2 separate regions of the Bombyx mori genome follow, and region 1 is linked to region 2. The links are chromatin contacts, called in public Hi-C maps. All regions are on one chromosome and are shown on one strand. The core of a region is the stretch at or near the end of the contact, and the rest is flanking DNA. Distances in the headings are between cores, read along the strand shown.

What was found. Hi-C and Micro-C count contacts between places; a contact is called where the count stands out from the background.
Region 1: a Hi-C map of middle silk gland shows a contact between it and region 2, with 2.2 times the contacts expected there. The contact joins the promoter of LOC101735576 here to the enhancer-like site in region 2. A contact is called at or near these places in 2 of 7 Hi-C or Micro-C datasets (middle silk gland and whole pupa).

The regions. Positions count from the first base shown.
Region 1 is chr2:4,332,589-4,336,840 of ASM3026992v2, forward strand. LOC101735576 reads right to left here and starts at 1,841. Exons shown (of 10, transcript XM_038015434.2): 1 at 1,438-1,841.
Region 2 is chr2:4,273,158-4,277,375 of ASM3026992v2, forward strand. All of the region lies in intron 4 of LOC101735576, which reads right to left. Among protein-coding and RNA genes, the nearest start is that of LOC101746269, 51 kb to the left of the region's middle. Within about 2 kb of position 1,899, at least 4 of the 8 cell types and tissues checked have open chromatin away from gene starts, as enhancers often do.

The sequences.
Region 1 (4,252 bases), core at 591-3,090, 59 kb after region 2:
TTTTTATATTATTGCTGAGGTGGGTGGACGAGCTCACAGCCCACCTGGTGTTAAGGGGTTACTAGAGCCCATAGACATCTACAACGTAACTGCGCCACCCACCTTGAGCTATAAGTTCTAAGGTCTCAGTATAGTTACAACGGCTACCCCACCCTTCAAACTGAATTACTGCTTCACGGCAGAAATAGGCGGGGCGCTGGTATCTACCCGCGCGGACTCACAAGAGGCGGACTCACCAGAAATAGGCGGGGTAACATAACCCCGTCTTTTTGTGCCGTGGAGCAGTAATGCGTTTCGGTTTGAAGGGTTTTTTGTGAGTGACGGATCACTGGCGGTCCGGAGGCTTTCCAATTTCACTAAGACAGGTGGGCAAGCAAAAGCTCAGCCCCAAGGGAGTTTGAAGGCTGGAGTAGTCGATGTATTACAAAACCGTTTTTTAGAACCCATGATTCGTGGTGGATGGTGGCATTTACATTGTCTATGTCTAGGGGCTCCGGTAAACACTTAATATCGGGTGGGCCGTGAGCTCATTCACCTGTCTGAGCAATAGAAATGATAAAGCTCTAGTATTAAGTGATCATCGAGTCAACGATCAACCCATTTTGAATCATCAGGTTGAAACTCTCGATTGTGCTAACGACTCTACCACCCTACGGAATGCGTGCGGCAGTAATGGCGATACGAATCCTTTTACCCTTCAATCAAATTTATACATAATAATAATAATAATAGAAGCTTTAATGATAATCTATTTTTAATTGCCTTTGTAGGCAGACGAGCGTACGGCCCAACTGATGGTAAGTGGTTACCGTCGCCCATGGACTTCAGCAATGCCAGGAGCAGAGCCAAGCCGCTGCCTACCTACTAATCTCTTTGAAGACTTATAGAGCCTATTTTCGATGTGAACTTAGTCGAAACGATTTTTGGGTAATAATCAATTCAGGGTAGTACCATTTCTTCTGTTAATGTTGCCAAAAAATACACTATTCAACAATGGCCCTAATAGTTTAAGCGCATTCCTAATATCTCTACAGTTTGAAGTATAAGTCGAAATAGATATTGGTAACAATCCATTCAGGGTAGTACCATTGCTTCTGTTAATGTTGCCAAAAAATACACTATTCAACAATGGCCCTAATAGTTTAAGCGCATTTCTAATATCTCTACACTTTGAATTTTAAGTCGAAATAATTATTGGTAACATTCAATTCAGAGTAGTACCACTACTTCTGTTAATGTTGCCAAAAAATACACTATTCAACAATGGCCCTAATAGTTTAAGCGCATTCCTAATATATCTACAGTTTGAAGTTCAACTACGTATTTTTTCATTTGCTCACTGTCCAAGGTCGTCTCATGATTATAGTATTGGACACTTCCTTGACGTTCAAATGTGTTAGTTAAGTAATGTATTTTAGTTCGAATAAAAACGCTCACCTGTTTTTAAGTTTAAATCCTGAGCTTTAAAGAAGCCGTCGTGCTTTGGACACATAAAAACACAGGACACACAGTGCTTGCACACTAAAACCACATTTCGTTGGGCACAAGAAGAATAAACATAATCAGTGTCAGTTTTTTGTTTTGTATACGGAAAAACCGAACTAGAGATTTTGTTATGAGACGTTTTTGGGTTCGTTTTTTTTTTCGATAGCGTTCGTTTTGGCTCGCATAGCGACCACGCGTTCTGACGTCGGATTTGTACTGGTTAAGTTGAGGAGTGTGCGCGGGCGCAAACTGCCCGTACCTGTCGACGTTAGTTCACGAACAAAATGACCTAAGCACGCAGTAACATGCAAACAAGTTACGCCTCTATCTCTCGGCGTGAGAGGCGGTTTTGGTCTACAGATGATTATTAAAATATCGGAATATGTTGTGCTCGTCAGAACTGAAAAGGCTTTAGTGTATTGTGTTCGGTAAAGGATAAACGATTTTGTTGTTTCGTATTTATGGTCGATTTATTTGTTTATTGAGTAAATTATTTTAAACTTATTATTGGAATACTGAAGGATACGAAACTCAAAAGGCGTGAGTAAACAAATTAGGGCATAGAAAAATAGCTTATGCGTTTCGAGAAATAGGGTTAGTTTTCGTTCACCTTAACATTGTTTGCGAGTCGAATCTATTAAAATATTATTGGAATAACCGATACCTTGGTTTCTACACATTATTTGGCTTGGTATGTTTATCTGTTAGTCACAATATTACAGATAAGTAAGTATTTGTTGTAACACAGGTAAGTAAACTTTAAAGTGTAACAATTGATTTGCAATTGTAATGTAATTAAAATTGGCCGCTTTATTGCTTAGAACTATTTCTTCCAGGCAGCCCGGAAAGGGGCAATTGCACAGGATAAATAATATTTTAAAATTAATTTGAAGTAATAATAAAAAAAAACAATTAGCGATGAAGAAATATATCGTGTAATCGTAAAAATCAATCTAAATGCATCAAGGACTATGACAAGGACATTCTAGGACAAAGAAAAGGACATTCTAACCGGTATGGTATTAACTCGGATCAGTTCGCTACTTAAGACTTTTTTCTTAAAGTTAAACTACATATTATTTACGAGTATATGTTATTGTTATTATTTTGCGGATCCGTGTTTGAGATCTCAGTTGGGCGATCATCTAAAAATGCAATTGAGCTTTAAAGTTCACACGTACTAAGCTCAGACGGGAGGGTGGGATTGGCTAACAGCTACCCGAGCGCCTCCGAAGGAGATTTAACAACTCAAAGGCAGCTGCTTCACGAACGCATCTACTACCGGATCAGAATCGCGATCATCACGTCCTTACAGATCCATCAGATCCAATAACCTTTGCATTAGACGCCTTCAGCTCTAACACTAGGAGCAGGCTTAGGGACCCCGGTAACTGTACTCGTCGAACTCGACAAAGAGGTCGACGTGCAACCTAACCCATGCATCAGCCCGCTGAGTTTCTCGCCGGATCTTCTCAGCGGGTCGCGATTCCGATCCGGTAGTAGATTCATTCGCGAAGCAGCCGCTCTTGAGTTGTTAGGTCTCCTTCGGAGGCACTCGGGCGGTTGTTAGCAAATCCCATCCCTCCTGGCTGAGCCTTTGCTCGCCCACCTGTCCTGGTGAAACTGGAAAGGCCTACGAGCCAACAGTAATCTTTCAATCCTAAAAAAAATCGCGATCGTCTGAGGAAGCTTTCATTAGACAATCGCTAAAAAGCCGCGTGCTTTTGAAATTTTACTCCATGCAATAACTAGCTAGCTATACTGAACTTATTTTAGTTTTAATGATTTTGTTATGCATACGTTTGAGTTGTGATAATGAAAACTAATTTTAAGCTATAACGTCATTCTTTCAAACTAGACTTATATACAGTTTTTTTGGTGGCACCAAACTGATATGAGCTTGTGATATTTATAGGTCACTTAAGACCGTGTGGGTAGTGACCATTGTCTGTTTATCTACAACAACAACAGAGTGGTGTAGCAACAAAATGTACAACAAACAATATTCAGATTCGTTTTAATTTCGAACGAATCCGCAGGATGAGTCTAGTGGAACGCAGAAAACGGAGATGATGTCAGCATAGGGTTTATCATCGATTGTGGCTAACGGAATGTCTTGAGGTTTTTTTTGTAACCTTCGAAGGTTGAGCATACGTCCCGATCGATGGTGAGTTGTCGCCGTTTTCTCAAATCAATAAAACATCAAATAAAATGCATGTGGCTACACAATTGGTATTCGTATGCAATTTGTGGTTGCCTCAGCGTTTATTAGCCCCAAATGACGTCATTTGGAATTTTAATTTTAGAGGGTGCCTTATTAGGGGCAGCGTTGGAAGACTACAAGAGTTTATTGTGGAACACTCTAGGCTATTCGTCCCTATCTGCCGTCGAGTGTTCAAGTTGTTCTCCTAATTACCGTCATCCGTTCTGGTAATGTGTGTGGCCAGAGTATTCCAAAAGTTCCGTTTTGGAGTTGTTGGAGGATCGAATCGTTGGTGCGACGTGTTATCCAATTTTTGTTACTTCGGCTTGTGGAAATGGTTAGATTATATATTTTTCCTGAATTAGAATGATTTCCTACAAAATAAATAAAAAATTCAGCCACGCTCGAGAATGTCGAGATGAAGTTTTTTTTTTACAACTTTTCCGCCCTCCCCTTTCTTTAAGTCACTCTCAAATTGTCAGATTAGTGGAATATAAGACTTTTTAGCATGTAATTAACTCACCCTACCTTAATCTGACGCGCTCGAGATTTTCTGATGATCGA
Region 2 (4,218 bases), core at 649-3,148:
ACAGCTATAAAAACTATTTGATTAAATCATTTCGATAAAAGCCGTGAATAAAAAAAAACTGAACGATGTTTTCGTTGCGAGCTTAAAGTGTGTTTGGAAATGAATTCACCTATTTAACTTTTTATATTTTTTTTTATTGCTTAAAATTGTGGACGAGCTCACAGCCCACCTGGTGTTAAGTGGTCACTGGAGCCCATAAACATCTACAACGTAAATGCGCTACACACCTTGAGATATAGTTCTAAGATCTCAGTATAGTCACAACGGCTGCCCCACCCTTCAAACCGAAACGCATTACTGCTTCACGGCAGAAATAGGCGGGGCGGTGGTACCTACCCGTGCGGACTCACAAGAGGTCCTACCACCAGTAACTTGATAAATAAAGTTCTTTACAGCATTAGATTATACTAGGTATCGCAGACGGATGAAACATGGATTACTGGAACTGGAGAGAGGCGAAAAAGGACGTCGGTATTTGTAGACTGTTTATGATTCAATAAAAGAAAAAAATAATAATAGTTTAAAAAAACTAATAACGTTTCTCTAATGTTAATGTACTCATATATGTTCATAAAATATTTATAACTACTGATACCATGCACCCCACGGTTTTTTTTACAATAAAATCATTTTTTCTATTTTTAATACAAATTTACTAAACTTATTGTCTGTTTTTAGTTGGATTTTCTATAAAAGCGTATGTCGTTAGTTTTTTTTTAAATATTATTTATTTTTCATTGTTTAGTCGAATTTCAATTTTTTAAATTTTTTTTTAAATATTGAACTTTCATCGGTCCTTAATAAGTATACCAAATTTCGAGTTAATCCGCCGTTTTGAAGGAGGTCAAAATCATGTTCAAAGATTCCGTTACATACATACGTCTGAAGCTAATAAAAGCGTATTAAAAATCAAGGTTGCTTAAATACCACATAAAGGTGTACAGTACAGAGTCATCCTGTATGTACATAAAGGCGTACATACAGGGCCTCTCTATCAATAGTGAAAGAGCTAATAAGAAGACGAAGGAGAAACGAAAAACTGGTCGTCATCAATTGGTTACCCGAACACATACACTTCGATAACGTAACTGCTGGCTTGAGACGTAAGTTCTAGGTCTTCAACAGTAGAACGGGTGTCCCGACCTTTAAGCCGAAAAGCATTATTTTTCGCGGCAGATATAGGCGGGGTAGTGGTACCTACCCGTGCGGACCCACAGGAGGTCCTACCACCAGTAATTACGCAAATTATATTTTTGCGGATTTGATTTTTATAACACGACGTTATTCCTTCACTGTAGAAGTCAATCGTAAACATTTGTTAAATACGGATTCCATTAGAAAAATTGGTACCCGCCTGCGGGATTCGAACACCGTTGCATCGCTAGATACGAATGCACCGGACGTCTTATCCTTTAGGCCAGGACGACTTCAATACTTGCATGGTGTAGTCCACTAAAGACGTAAAGTGTAATCTACTTGCGTGGACTACATTTTAAGTCCCGGGGAGAGTCGTAGGATGAAAGACCACCTATATCCTTCCCACGGCTTGAACGATTTCCCAATTCATACCGAATCTCGTTAAAATCAATTTGGCCGTGATAACGTAACAGAGAGATGTATTTAAGCTACACAAATGCATACCTACAGATACTGAGATAAATACATAATAGTCGTTAGCTCGTTTTTTCAAAGTAGTACCACTTCCGGGACTTTTGATGACCATTAACTGACTATTTATTTATTTATTTATTTATTCTTTCGTGTAGATAAATTTGAGATAGAATTAAATTTCTTTGAATTATATATTATTATACATATGTATATAAACTATGATTATGTAAAGGTCATACGCGATCACGTCATCTTGATTAGTCACACGAACGGAGGCGCTCACGTCCTTGCGTCACGACAATATGCGGGCTAGTGATGTACTATGTAAATTATCGATTCTCTATATCCACGATTGATGCGATAAATGTTAATTAGGTAGGGAGCAGTTTCGCTGAGCTCTTGGAATTGATGATGATTATCGATGACAGTAATCAGGTCTTACCAGGTAGGTCGTATGCCAATTTAATATACTTATTATCCTTGGTAATGTTTTCAGTATTCGCCCGTGTATTCAGAGTTGTGTCTTTAGAGTTCAACGAGTTACTAATCAATAAACACGAGCCACTGAGTTTCTCGCCGGATTTTCTCAGTGGGTCGAGATTCTGGCAGTAGGTTCAGAGAAGCACTGCTCTTGATAGGGCCAGTGTGAGCCATTCCTTCAGGTTGAGCCCGCGAGTTACTCTACCGGTCTGCGCGTAGTTGGAATAGCTCCTTAGGTTAGCAATGATTAAGTGGTTAAGCCCACCTGGTGTTAAGCAGTGGAGCCCATAGACATCTACAACTTAATTGCGCCACCCACCTTGATTATATCTCAAGGTGGGTGGCGTGGTTTAATCATTCCGATGTTTTAATATATCTTCAAACGGCAAACTATAGCCAACGGTTTCTATATACTTGGGTAACCAACTATCAGCAGATGGGCTCATAAATGATTTCCATTAAAAAATCGATTCAGTTACGATTCATAACAAAAAAAACAAATTTGCATTATATCGATAACGAAATATCGATAGGTACATTCCGCAACGCTAGAGCCTCGTGACTGTGAACGTAAATGTATCGATAAATTCTCAAGCTCCACCCTACGATTCACTAGCTTCCTGAATGAATAATATTATATAAATTGTTTAATATATAACTATTTAGTTTGTACAGTTATATATTTTTTTAAATTAAGAAGATGGAAGGATGGTGGAAGTTAATCGTGAACATTTGTTGAGTACGTATTTCATTAGAAAAATTGGTACCCGCCTGCGGGATTCGAACACCGGTGCATCGCTTCAACACGAATGCACCGGACGTCTTATCCTTTAGGCCACGACGACTATTATTTGTCAATTTTTGTCAATAACATCTTAAAAACAAAGTATGTCCAATTAAAATTCTTATCCTTAAAGTAGAATAATTTATATAGGTATCTATACATATAAAAAAGAATTGCTGTTCGTTAGTCTCGCTAAAACTCGACAACGGCTGAACCGATTTAGCTAATTTTGGTCTTGAATTATTTGTAGAAGTCCAGAGAAGGTTTAAAAGGTAGATAAATATCAAAATTCCTTTTGTTTGTTTTAAGTTTATTTTATACAAAAGTTTAGGTCTTTTATTTATCGACTGAGGCACTACGAAGTCTGCCGGGTCAGCTAGTCTCAAATAAAAATTGTTAGTAAAAACAGTAAAAAAAAATTATCATCATCAAAATCCTCAATGAATGTTTTAAAGCGCACTCATAAAGATACATCGACTTGTCGCTTCCTTCTCAACCTGTCGAATTGTTGATTCACAGCACGCGTTTCCGATCCGGAAGATATTACGCAATGTTTTACTGGTAGTGGGACCTATTGTGAGTCCGCGCGGGTAGGTACCACCGCCCTGCCTATTTCTGCCGTGAAGCAGTAATGCGTTTCGGTTTGAAAGGTGGGGCAGCCGTTGTAACTATACTTGAGACCTTAGAATTTAAATCTCAAGATGGGTGGCGCATTTACGTCGTAGATGTCTATGGGCTCCAGTAACCACTTAACACCAGGTGGGCTGTGAGCTCGTCCACCAATCTAACAATAAATAAAAAAAAATTACAACGACTTGTCCGACGAAGGGAATTCTTCAAAATCGTTCGAGCGAAGAATGTGATCAAGACGGCTTTGGGGCGGTTTTGCTTCTAGCGTTACCGATTTTGTAATGGCCGATTCCAATCAGTTTACTCTAGTTTGTCTTTGAGGGTAGTTAGAAGAATGTAAAGATTGTGTAATTAATTTTGTATTTAGATATATATGGAAGAAGGCCGTGTGGTTACCTAGAATAATATAATCTCCTATGATTTCTCATGGATGTAGATAGGCGATTAATGATTCGTAGGAGACGCGGAATTAATGTTCTCTCAGTATTAAATTAGCGTAAGGCAATCTCCAACAAGGAATTGCTATTGGTAGGACGTACTGTAAGCTAGCAAGGCTAGGTACCAAATATTTTGACTATTTCCAGTCTAAGTCCAGACTAAAGGGTAGGAATGCTGCAAAACAAATACAGTTGAGACTTAGATCTAATCTTTCAAGATTATCCTATTCAACCAACACAAAGTGCAGTGTGAGGGGTCAACTCACACCAGCCTGA